Regions from separate parts of the Sus scrofa genome. Here region 2 is linked to region 1. Evidence: chromatin contacts called from public HiChIP or PLAC-seq data. All regions are on one chromosome and are shown on one strand. The core of a region is the stretch at or near the end of the contact, and the rest is flanking DNA. Distances in the headings are between cores, read along the strand shown. Region 1 overlaps CMIP (C-Maf-inducing protein). Region 2 has its middle 29 kb from the start of CMIP.

Evidence for each region. HiChIP or PLAC-seq counts read pairs in DNA pulled down with a chosen protein or histone mark.
Region 2: an H3K27ac HiChIP or PLAC-seq map of alveolar macrophages shows a contact between it and region 1. The contact joins two enhancer-like sites. A contact is called at or near these places in 1 of 5 promoter capture datasets (liver), 29 of 47 Hi-C or Micro-C datasets (adipose tissue, alveolar macrophages, blood and 16 more) and 2 of 2 datasets of contacts at active chromatin or transcription factors (alveolar macrophages and skeletal muscle).

The regions. Positions count from the first base shown.
Region 1 is chr6:6,657,397-6,663,523 of Sscrofa11.1, forward strand. It overlaps CMIP (C-Maf-inducing protein), which reads right to left. Exons shown (of 21, transcript XM_021093761.1): 15 at 5,164-5,280; 16 at 4,713-4,853; 17 at 4,087-4,134; 18 at 2,917-3,063; 19 at 1,935-2,040; 20 at 657-727. Among named protein-coding and RNA genes, the nearest start is that of PLCG2, 57 kb to the left of the region's middle. Within about 2 kb of position 2,840, at least 11 of the 83 cell types and tissues checked have an H3K27ac peak or open chromatin away from gene starts, as enhancers often do. A contact at or near this core is called in alveolar macrophages, where this site is marked.
Region 2 is chr6:6,907,541-6,913,667 of Sscrofa11.1, forward strand. No RefSeq gene overlaps it. Among named protein-coding and RNA genes, the nearest start is that of CMIP, 29 kb to the left of the region's middle. Within about 2 kb of position 2,926, at least 23 of the 83 cell types and tissues checked have an H3K27ac peak or open chromatin away from gene starts, as enhancers often do. A contact at or near this core is called in alveolar macrophages, where this site is marked.

The sequences.
Region 1 (6,127 bases), core at 1,590-4,089:
GTGGCATATGGAAGTCCCTGGGCTAGGAGCTGCAGCTGCAGGTCCACACCACAGCCACAGCAACACAGCATCTGAGCCACATCTACAACTGACCCCGCAGCTTGTGGCAACGCCGGATGCTTAATCCACTGAGTGAGGCCAGGGATTGAACCCACATTCTCAAGGACACTACGTCGGGTGCTTAACCTGCAGAGCCACAACAGGAACTCCAAGACATGCTTTTAAACATAAGACATGCCTGCCTTCCACCACTCAGAACCTCTTCTCTTTCCTCGAGAAGTTGCCAACCTAGCCCGGCCCTGGTGACCCCAGCTTACCCGTGTGACTGCAGCAGCCCTGCCAAACTATCCACGTGCTGCTGCTCATGCTTAATCCTCCCCCTCAAAAAACCCATTTCCCATGTAACAGCCAGAATGAGCTTTTAAAAGCAGAACTCATCACCCTGCTTAGAGCCTCTGAAAGCTTTCCACTGAATCTGGGTGAAATCCCGGGACCTATGAGGGCTCCTTCGAGTCTGGCCCCAGCTCGCCCGCGCTCTCTCACTTTCTAGTCGCATTCGTTACAAAGTCACTTGTTGCCAACCTTTCTGCCTCAGGACTTTTGCACTTGCAAAGGAAGGAAAGAAGGAAGATGGGAAGGGAGGAACGGAAGCTCACCTTCAGGTCTTCATAGGTGTCAGCCGAGAGCTTGGTGCTGTTCATGTTCAAGCTGCAGAGGCTCTTCATGGCTGTGCAGTGACAGACAGACACAGACAGACATGACCATGAAGTCAGTCAGACCCCACAGGGGGCAGCTGCGGGAACTAGACCCTCAAGCTGGGGGCTGACTGAGTTTCCGAGGCCTCTGCTTAGGGCACGGGGTGGGGGAGCTGGAGGTTCAGAGCAGAGGTGGGGGCCGCGAGGTACAGAGTCTAGTTCAGGCAGGTGCTGACCTGAATTGGGCCCGTGTTCTCTCCCTGCCCCTGTGACCTTCCCTTCCGGTCCCCTGTCATGTCCCTGGAGCTTGCCTGCCACCCTGCAGACCAGCCCTAATGGGCCAGCCCTGGCCTTCCCCCCAAGGAAACCCTGAAAGCTCTCCCCACGGGAGCTGACGTGGGCCCCGGCTTCTGGAAAGCAGGCCTCATGCTTTGGCTTTGCATCCAGAGTTGCACAGGGCGCCTGTTAAAGACAGACGCCCGGTCCCCCTCCCGGAGGCGCTGAGTGCGGGACGCAGGAGCCAGCACTGTTCGCCAGGACGCTACCCCGCTGGGACTCCAAACCTCATCCTCCCGGTGCTCCGTCAGCCCTGTCACCTGCCCCTAACCCCTCAAAGCCTCCTACCAGGGGCCAACGACCCGCTGCCGGGCCTGCCAGCTCCTTGGCCACCCCTACGTGAATGGCTTCCACGCCCAGGTCCAGTCCTCTCCCTGGGAAACCCTCCTTGCTTCTTCCCAGCTGGGATACACAGGGCCTCTCATCTAAACCAGTGGGTCTGACAACAGGCAATGCAGATTCCCAGGCTCAACAGCACCCAAGGTTCGAGTTCAGGAGATGAGGGTCGGGGTACGGGCACCAGCAGCTCCAGGTCCCTCGAGCATTCTCTGGCTCCGTCTACGAGGGCAGTGCCTCTTAAATGTTAACCCGCATGAGAATCACTGGGGCTTTTTGTTACAATGCAGTTTCTGAGTCGGCGGGTCTGGGGCAGGGCCTGAGAATCCGCATTTCCAACCAGCTCTGGGGGAGCCGCTGCGGCTGGTGGGGAGGGGGCACCTCGGGCCTCTGACACTGTCGGGAGGGCATGAGCCCGGCCTCACGCGTTTTCCTTTTTTCTAGAGTATCAGCTCCACAAGGGCAGCGGCATTTGCCCTGGTGCTGCTCCTGGTGGAGGAGGGCTTAGCGAGGCCTCGGCATGGCCCGCAGCCCCGGGGAGGGACCAGAGAAGGCGGCGGGACTCACAGCTGAGGGCCAGCAGGCCGGCATCGGTGACAGGCGTCTCGCACAGGTTCAGCACCTGAAGCATCGTGAGGTGTTCCGACAGGAGCCGCAGGCCGGCGTCTCCAAACTGTGGGGCAGAGACCCTCTCAGCCTGGAGACGGACTCCAGCCTCCGCCCCGCACAGCGGTGGAAGGAGGCAGAGCCTGGCTTTGTGGCCCAGGACCTCCGCCCTCCACGCCTCAGGGCCAGGGCTGCTCTCGCTTCTCTCCAGAGACTCCAGGGCCATGACCTGGGTTCAAATCCAGCTTCTGCTGGTGCCATGGCCCAGACTAGTACCCTCCCAACCCTGTGAGTCGGTGCTACCGTCTGTCTAGGGGGGTTGTGAACCCAGTGGCTCTCTGAGTGAGGGCGGAGGTGGCCCTGCCCTGGGGGAGGGTGGGATGGCTGGACGGCTGGGCCTTACAGCACTGCTGAGCCCACATGTGAAGATCCACGCCAAAGGCTCAACCGCTAGATCAATGCTGAGCAGGACAAGGAGCACCGTGGCCGTTATGACACGGAAGGGACCCACAAGCCACCCGCACGCTCCCGAGGGAGGGGCATTAGACCCGCTCCACACGTCAGCTCTGCCTTTCAGCACGGGTGAGACTCTACATGTCCCCTCTGGGCCTCAGCAAATCCAGCCGTGAAAGGGGCTACTGGGCATCGGAAAGGCTAGACCTCCTCTGGCTTAGGACCCTCTGGGGAACGTAGCACTGAGCCATGGAGGGGGCATGGGATCAAGGGACTGGACCCATGGGTTCTGGGTGGAAAGGCCAGCCATGGAGGAGGGTGCAGGGCAGGTATGGGGCAGGGAGGAGGGAACGCCCCCCACCAGGGGGCAGGGAGGGCTGGGCGGAGCAAGGGAGAAGGGGGCGGAGCAAGGGAGGAGAGGGCGGAGCAAGGAAGGAGAGGGAGTGGTGCAGGGAAGACACGTAGCGGGGTGCAGGGCGGGCCCGTGTACCTGAGTGGACCACAGGTTTAGCTGCTTGAGAGAAGGCAGTTTGATGAGGTGCTCTGCGCAGGCACTGGTTACATTGGTGAAGGCCAAACTGAGGTTCTCCAGGTTTCCGAAGGAGCCAGAGCTCAGCAAACGAGCCAAGTCGGCATCCTGCAGAGGGCAGGCAGGCGGGGCTCAGGGGGCGCCTGGCACAGCCCGGCGCCTTCCCAGGCCCTCTCCACCCCCACACTGTCTGGCCCGGTGGGTTGGGCTAAGGGGGTGTCAAGGAGGCGGGCTGCCTCCCTATCTCCATGGGTGGTAGCTGCCCGGCTGGAGAAAGCCTTTGGGTGCTGTGACTCACACCCTGAGTCACCACTGGGGTGTTCAGAGGCCATGTCCCTCCCACAGGCCTGCACGCACATGTCTGTCTGACCAGCTCGCTTTCCCAGGTGGCAGCTGGTGGCCATTCCCAGCAGCAAACAATAAGCCCCCTGCAAGTCTAAGGCCTGTGGGGATCGATGAACATGAGAGCACTAGATGAGGATCGCTGACCTCTTCCATCTTTGGGACAGAATCCTTAAGTTTTAGCTGCCATATGGCTGCCCTGAATTAAGGCTACATTTTCCAGCTACGTGGGGCCACATGCTATATCTGGACAATAAGCAGTTGTGACCAATGGAACTTCCAGGAAGGTCCTTCAAGAGAAGAGTTGTGTTCTTTGCCTGCTTCTCCTTACTCCTGGCTGGAATGGAGACAAGATGGCTGGAGCCTGTGCAGCCTATTTGGACCATGAGGTGGAGGCTATGTGCCAAAGACAGGACAGAGGAATTAAGAGGCCCAAAGTTGTTAAATGGGGAAGGGAAGAGGCACCAACCTAAAAGGCTTGTTGTGAAGACACAGTGCACTGTGAGCACAGTATCTGTGCGTGAACGCTTCAACATACGTGAACTATTACTGCTGTCACTATGAATAACTGGTAACATGTCAACATTAATATCCACCATAATCTGTACCATAATGTTTGGTTTCTTACAATCCAGTTCCCTCCAGAAAAGCCGGCCTGCCAAGTACCACGGTGTCCTTGTTCAACCCCCGACCGCATCACCAGCAACAGGCACTGCTGTTCCCCAGCAAGGAGGACCAACCCACCTTCCTCCCTCTGCCCAGCCCTGCCAGACAACGAAACCAACTCACTGTGGACTTGGAGGGCAGTGTTAGCCTGGTGGGCCCGCCTTTCCTTTGCTGCAAGAGGAACCAGAGTGATCATGACCCACTTGCCCACGAGCTTCCCCCGGCCCCACCTCTAGCATCATCTCTCAGGGCGCCATTTGCTTTCCTGGGAGTGGAAGCCCATCCATGAAGGCCCCGAAAGGACGAGGGTGCTACCAACCCGCTATGCCTGGGCTCTGGGAAATGGCAGAGAAGTCAGGTCTCAGAGGGGCCCCATTCAAAGGAGAAGCATCAGAGCTGCTCCGGGGCCTGACTTCCGAACCCTTTCTGTCTTGCTGCGCTTTGGCCAAGAGGTACAGGTGCTGGCCTTCTGAAGGCAAGCCCCGCCCAGGCACTCAAATGAAGGGTCTCAGGGACGTGGGGTCCCTGACAGCGACGGCCCTGTGGGACTCAGAGGGTGGGTCAGCACGGGGTCCTGGCCAAGCGGGGGGCTGTTTGACCCTGGGCCACCAGCCTGGCCTGTCTGGTCATCTGGAAAGGGGCAGGTGGCCACCTTGACGTCTTTGGGTCTGAGGAGGATGCCGGAGAGGGAGGCCCACAGAGGCGCCGCAGTCCCCGGGCTCTGCTCCTTGGAGCCGCTGTGGACTCACCAGCTCCTTGAGCTCCCGCTGCCGGTCGCACAGCTGCTCGTACATGCGCTTCCCCACGCCCGTGCTCTCCAGGGTGGAGATGATCTGGAGCTGGGTGTCGTTGTTGTCGATGATGTTGTACTCCAGCATCAAGCACAGGATCTGCCGAGAGCCGGGGCGGCGTGTCACCCCCTGCCCGAGACGCCGGGCGGGGCTGCTCCTTGAAGGCGCAGGTGCCCAAGCCCTCGGCCTGCCCCACCTGCCGGGAGAGGCGACCACGCGCAGCACAGCCCGTGCGCCCCGAGGTCCCAGTCTCTCCCCACCCCCAGCACTTCTGGCCGTGGGACGTGGGCCAGTTGCCTGACTTCTGGGGCTGAGGCAGGAAAAGCGACACGGCTTCCGCCTGGTCTCTCGCAGGACGAAGGCCTGGGTGCGTCGGCAGCCTGGCCGGGGCTCGGGCCCGGCTCCTTACCTCCACCATGGTCTGGTTCCCCCTCAGCGCCAGGAGCATGCAGGGTCCCAGCTTGTTTTCCGCCAGGGAGAGCAGGAATTTTTTGGTCTTGTAACAGGAGCCCATGAGGATGTGCACCTGGAGGGAGGGACGGCCCGGTGAAGGCAGTGACCGCCACGGGCGGTGGCCCCGGTGTACCTCTGCAGGTGCCCCGGAAGGGCTGCGAAAGGAGAAGGGTGGGCCCCGGGGCCGGGAAGGGGGTGGAATCAGTGCTGAGTTGGGGGAGGTTCAGTTGGGGAAGATGAGAAAGTTCTGGAGATGGATGGTGGTGATGACCGCAGAACAGCGTGAAGGCACCGAGTGCTCCAGGACTCCGTGCTTAACAACGGTCTGGGGGGGGGGAAATTCATGTTCTGTACATTTTACCCCCACCCCCTAAGACACACCCCGAGGCCTTCTCCCGCTCCCCTTGGGACTCTGCTGACAGCCAGCCCTCTGGGTTCGCGGTGCTGGCAAACCTGGTGGAAACTTCTGGGTGGCCCTGGCTCACGATGCACAAGCCCAGCCCTCACACGAGGACAGGGAACTGTGTGGAGCCCCGTCTCCGCTACCCAAGGCCCCTCGGAGCCCCAAGGTAGTCTGAGTGATTGCCCTAGAAATCCAAGAACTGGCAAATTCTGCTCCCCCTTGGGTTATGTGTGGGGCAGCCACTAAGAGAACTGTATGTTTTTTTTCTGGTGCATCCGGAGATGGGGCCCAAGGGCAGAGGTCCCCAACCAACAGGGCTGGGGATACCAGACACCTGCTTTGCCTGACTTCACGGAAGAGCAAATGACCCCCCACGGTTGGAAACGGCTACCACATCAAGGGGACCTCTTCCTGCGTGCGTTTCCATGGAAACGACACACTGCCATCCCAGGGGCTGCCTGCTTCCTTCCCCACGTCCACACTTTCCCGCTCCATCATGAACAGCTCTGGCATACAA
Region 2 (6,127 bases), core at 1,676-4,175, 250 kb after region 1:
TGAGGTTGGACAGGGAAGGGCGCGGGCTCTTGGCTTGGCAGGGGTGGGGGGATGGCCGAGTCATCAAGGCTTCGAGAGCGCTTGGGGGGGGCTCGGGGCAGGGAAAGGCATTGCCCCAGGTTGTGGGGGAGGGGAGCTTCCTGGAGGATGACTTACTGGAGGGCTTGCAGGAGGAGACGCTCCCTTAATGAGAGGAGAGGGAGGAAGAGCAGAAGCCAAGACCTGGGGCTGGAGTGGGGGTGGGCGTGGGGAGGGCCCTGACCCCAGGCCTGTCATGCTCCTGGGGGCAGGCCTGCCCCCACCACACTCGGACATCTGTCCCCACAATCCATGTATGGGAGCCACTGCTACCTGGTAGCTGCAGTGGGCAGAAAGGCTAGATGTCCTGCAATGTGCCAGCCGGTTCCCAGGACAGTGACGGGCTCTCGTCCCACATGACTGTCTGACGTCTCACCGGGCATCCACGTGGGCAAAAACCCTGCTTGAAATTATCTGCATCTAGAATCTAACTTCATCTTATATATAAATGCAAATTTTCTTTTCCTGCTCTATCTTAATAGTCACTGAATTTTCCAGGAGTGCAACCACCATGTCAGTGGAGGGAAGGTTATTCTTTGTCTCGTTTGGACGTTACCCAAGAGCTGGTCACCATTTCGGAAAACCACGTCACCAACGGCCTCACCCACGGGGCACACCTGTGACCGTCTACACGGCAGCCGTTGCCTTCCTGGCGATCCTGGTACAGGACAAACTTCTGATTCCTTCTTTATTTCTCTGAGGGGGGTCCAGTGTCCCCACGTGATGCAATGACTGATTACCTTCCTTTTAACCCTCTTTCGATTCTAATTAGGGTATGACATTGGTGTTTTGAAAAATCACACATACCGGTGAATTATATAGCTGTGAACTCCACTTGAGGATAGAAAGGCACGTTACAAAATATTAGTTTCATAAAAGAAGCATCGGGTGTGAATGTTGGCGAGCCCCTGAGTCAGGAGCTGAGTCGGGGAACTGGTTTTGTGAGGGTGTGAGCTGGGGCTGAATGGAAGGACCACAGCCCAGCACACCCACCAAGGAGACCTTGGGAATGAGTCAGGATGGGGGCTCAGAACCTCGCACCCCTGCCCAGCAGTGCCACCACATGGGAACCTGAAAAGTGCCTTTGCCTGGTGCCGCCCCAGCTATGTTCTCATGTGTGGGTCCTGGGTGAGGGCCACGGGTCCGAGAGCAGCCAAAGACACACGGCTGACCCTATTCGGCAGAAAGGTGGAGGCTCTTCACAGCCAATAAGACTTTGAAACTGAATATACCTGACAACAGTCAGCCTTTAAGGAGGGGGAACGACCCAAGAGTGAGGGCAGGGCATGGCCAGTGAGAGAAGCTTCTAGACCCAATCAGCAGGTCCCTTGAATAGAGTACCTGCTCTAAAGCCCTTGGGTTCACCGAGACAGAGATGGTCTTTAGAGTCATAAAAAAAATTGTAGTTTCTCTTTGGGTAAATGTGCAAGTATTTTAAAACTATTAAGACAAGTATCAAATTTCCAAGCTCCTTGCCATGGAGGGACCCTGTCATGTCACTCAGACAGATGAGGCTGGAATGCCAGGCATTGTCAATTTGACCAAAGGCCTTGTAAATCATTTCAAGGAGCTGAAACTTAATTCCAATTAAAAAAAATTTTTTTAAGAGCCGTACCTGAGGCATATGGAAGTTCCTGCAATTGGGGTTGAATCAGAGCTGCAGCTGCTGCCCTATGCCACAGCAACATCAGGTCCTTTAACTCACTGAGTGAGGCCAGGGATCGAACCCACATCCTCATGGATACTAGTTGGGTTCTTAACCTGTTGAGTCACAGTGGGAACTCCCTTCATTCCAAATTTAATGGAAGCCTTCTGTGGATACTGAGCGGGGAGCAACATCATCAGATTTGCATTTTAGAAAAGTCAGTTTGGCCACAGGGTAGTTGATGGGTGTGATGGGTCGGGGGGTTCAAGACTAGCGGAGTCGGTGGGGGGCAGGCAGGGGGCAGGAGTCCCTGAGGGGCAGAGGACAGGCCCAGATTGGGTAGCAGGCAGGAGATGACAGTAGGGGCCTTGTAAGGGGTGGGGGGAATGAAGGTGGCCCAGGTGGCCTGGTGGGGAGGAGGTGGGGTGGCCTGGATTGTCAGGGGGCTGATGACAGAGGCTGGATTAACCAACAGGCAGATGCGACCCTTGTGCAGCCCGAGCCCTGGGCCGGCCCTGCTCACACACACCTCCCAGCAAACCTCTATGGCAGGTCCATGATTAGTCCCATCAGGTGTACAGACGAGGACATGGAAACACACAGAGTTTAAACCCTTGGCAGGGTCACCCCGGTGGGACCCCAGCTTTGGCCACCACACACTCTCAGAGGTTCTGGGGCTTTTTCAGAGGCAGCACTGCCAGGTCCCATGACTGATCTGTGCTAAGGAAGAACACGCAGCTGCATGGACGGTCAGGGTCGGCCTAACCTCATTCAGGAACAAAGGGCTTAGGTTTTTCTGTCAAGCCTGCAACTGGGAAGGTGGCCCTGCAGCGGTGCCTTGCTGAGAAACGGGGGAAGGGTTCCCAGCGGGCAGCAGCGAAACTGGGTGGGGGCAGCCGAGAGCCTCTCGTTCCAGTGGACAAGGCTGCCCACCGCCCTCTCCGGGCAGTGGACCCTCAGACCCTCCTCCCACCTCCCAAGGTCATGGGCAGCTCAGCTCAGGTCCAGCAAGGGTGCAGGACGCCCCTCCCTTCCTGCTTCTCCACACCACAGCGAGAGTCACTTCGCCTTGTCCAGAGTCCAGTGGTCCTTCCGCGGGTGACCTGGCTGGGTGCTGGCTGGGTGCGCTGGGAGCCCAAACACAGAGCCGCCCCTCCCCCTCGCCTCGCCTGGGCGACCGCGAGCGCAGGAGCCTCGAGCCCTATGGGTCTGGCGCGCCCTCTGCTGGACATTTTCGTGCGACGCCGAGACCGCTTCTGGAACTGCCTATTGAGCGTGTTTGCGGCAGTGGGGACGCGAAGGATGTGGGGAGAGGATCATATTGACTCTCACGACGGGAAGGGGAGGCAGGCAGAGGCGGAAGACGGCTGGTCTCCAGCCACCGTGAAAGAGGATCCAGGCAGATGAGCCCACAGTGAATTTTTGCGTCCCCATCAACAGCGGTCAGCCCTGCTGGAGCCCCCCTCGACCCCTCCCACAGCGGTCTTTTATCGCATCTCTTACTTAGGATTCACAGTAGCTCACCGTTATCACAGTATTATAATGAATGTATCTGCTACTTGCTTTATTGGATATTATTTTTTGGCTATTGGATTCGCAATAGCCCATGAAAATAGTATTGCAATCATTTTAATGGCTACTTATTATTCCTTATTTATTAGATATTATTTGAATGAATATACCTACTATTCTGATTTACGGATATTTTCTTCAGTATTGTTAGGTTTATTTATTTATTTTTTGGTTTTTAGGGCCGCACCTGCAGCATATGGAGGTTCCCAGGCTCGGGGTCCTACCAGAGCTACAGTTGACCGCCTGCACCATAGCTCACGGCAATGCCGGATCCTTAACCCACTGAGCAAGTCCAGGGATCCAACCCGCCACCTCGTGGTTCCTAGTCGGATTCGTTTCCGCTGCACCACAACGGGAACTCCAGCATTGTTAGGTTTAGATATATATTGGATATAGGATATCACTGTATATCAGATATTATTGATTGGATGTTGGAGTCACAGTAGCTTGTGAAAATCATAGTATGAATCTCATTTAAATGGCTAAAACCACTCCTCATGCTAACTTATTGGATATTTGATTGGCTATTAGTTGAACGGATAGAGCTACCATTGCTAAGAGCCATCACTCAGTGGTGTGACCCAGGCTTCATTACCTCATTTACTCCTCACTTTGATTCTCAAGCCCATTTTTCAGATGAGAAAACCGAGGCCCCCAAAGATTATGTCCCAACAGGCCCAAGTCACAGGCCAGCACTCTCCCACCTTTGCCTCTTGGGCCAGCTCCCTCCCACTGACCCAGAGGGAAGCCCACCTCATCCCCCACCCCAGATCCCCCTGGAGGCTCCCCCCGGAGGTAGTTGTAAAGACCTAAGTGGGCTCCCTGGTCTCCTCTTACCTTCTGCCACCCTGTGGAGCAGCTGCTTCTTTGAGAAGCATCTGTGGTGGGGTGGGGGGGGGTCTCTCGAGGGCATGTAATCACCTGAGCTCCCGCAGGGTCTTTGGCGCTGGGGGTGGGCCGTCAGAGAGTCTCAGGCGACGGAGAACGGCCCATGCCTCTCCCTGGGCGGAGGTGAGGAGGGCTTTGGCTGCATCCATCTGTGTGATCAGGAGTGTGGATTAAAGGAAGGTCATTGTCGTGCCTCAGCAGTTAACGAATCTGACTGGCATCCATGAGGACGCAGGTTCCATCTCCAGCCTCGCTCAGCGGGTTAAGGATCCGGCGTTGCTGTGGCTGTGGTGTAGGCCGGTGGGTACAGCTCCGATTCAACCCCTAGCCTGGGAACCTCCATGTGCCACGGGTGCGGCCTTTAAAAAAAGTCATTTCTTGGCTGGGGAAGGGCAGCCTCTTCCAACAACGTTCTTTCAAAACAAGCCCATCTCAGCTCTGCGGGCTGTGCTTTCCAGGCGCCCGTGTTTCATGAGGGCCTGCCGTGAAGGCCTCGGGGGCCCCTCGGTTTGTGTTTCTGGAGACACACCTGAGAGACATGGGGGGTGGGGGAGGAAAGGCAGCTGAACACCCTCGACCCTCATTTTCCAGGCCCTGGGCCGGGTGTTTTCATTTGCTCTCTCAGCAGCTCATTACTCGCCCATGGGGAGACGGAGGCGCAGAAGCGGCAAACGGCTTCCTGGTCCAGGGTCATGCGCTGGGGCCTAGGACTTGAACTCCAACCCTTTCCCGCTCCAACCCCCCCCCATGCTTTCCCCTTTAAAGTGACATTCGTATTTGGCTTGTGGCCCCCTTTGACTCCCGGATCTTTTTCCACGGGAGCACAAGGCCAGTCCTATCCCACCGGGCAGCCATGTGGCGTTGTTTAAGTGCCAGGCTCAGGGTCAGCCTGTCTGGGATTCCACCCTGGGCCTGCAACTTGCTAGCACCAAGCAAATGGCTTCGCCACTGTGTCTCACTTTCCTCAACTGCAAAATAGAGATGATGATAGGAGAACCTACCTCTGAAGGATTCTGCAAAGAGTAAATGAATTCGTGTTTACATATACAAAATTCTTATTGCCTGAGACAAGATAAATGCTCAACAAATATGGGCTTTTAATCTCTAATGTAGTTGCTTTCAGCCCTCGTTGCGAATCCACCCGGGAGCTTTAGACAAATGCCAACATGTGGGTCCTATCTCAGGGGTTCTGATTTAATTGGTCTCCGGTGGAGGCTAAGTGTAGCTGTTTGTCACCGCTCCCCAGGTGACACCAAGGCTCAAGCAGAGGTGAGATGCACCCAGCCCAAGTCTGCCTGGCGGGGCTTGTGTCCTGGGCACCCGGGAGAGTGGGTGGCGCCCAGCAGGTGTCAGGAAACGCTGGAGGGCTGCTCAGATGCCCTGTGGGTCGATGTCACTCTTTATCCCACATCAAGATCTCTCATCTTCCATCAGTTCAGAGGGAGGTCACCCACTCAGACGGAGGTCACCAGCCCTGAAATAAAGACAAGCTTTGTCCCATCCTGAAAGTCCCTAATCCAAATATGAAGTCATTCCAGCCCTGCCTCTGCCAAGGGCTGTGCGAGTTCCGCCCGGACGGAGCTGAGTCCCCAGGATTCCTGAGAAGGGACCCGCCCCGTTTCTCTCCTAGTCACAAGCTGCCGGCCTCTGGCTTCCCTGGGACGTGTCAGGAGGAGACGTTCAGGTCCAGGAAGATGTGGGGGCAGGCGAGGCCTCCGAGCTCCGGCCCCCCACTCTTAGGTCACCCAAATCCTTCTTCCGCTGAGGACGTTGCTACAGGTTGGCGCTTGAGCCCACTTGACAAATGACTCAACTCTCTGGGTCTCTGTTTCCTTGTCTGAAAATGCTTAGTGGGTTTCGGGAGGAGTCAGATGACGAAGACACAGAGGAGGGCTGCACTAACCGTCACCCTGGTTAGGTGGCCAGAGCATCCTTCTGAATGGT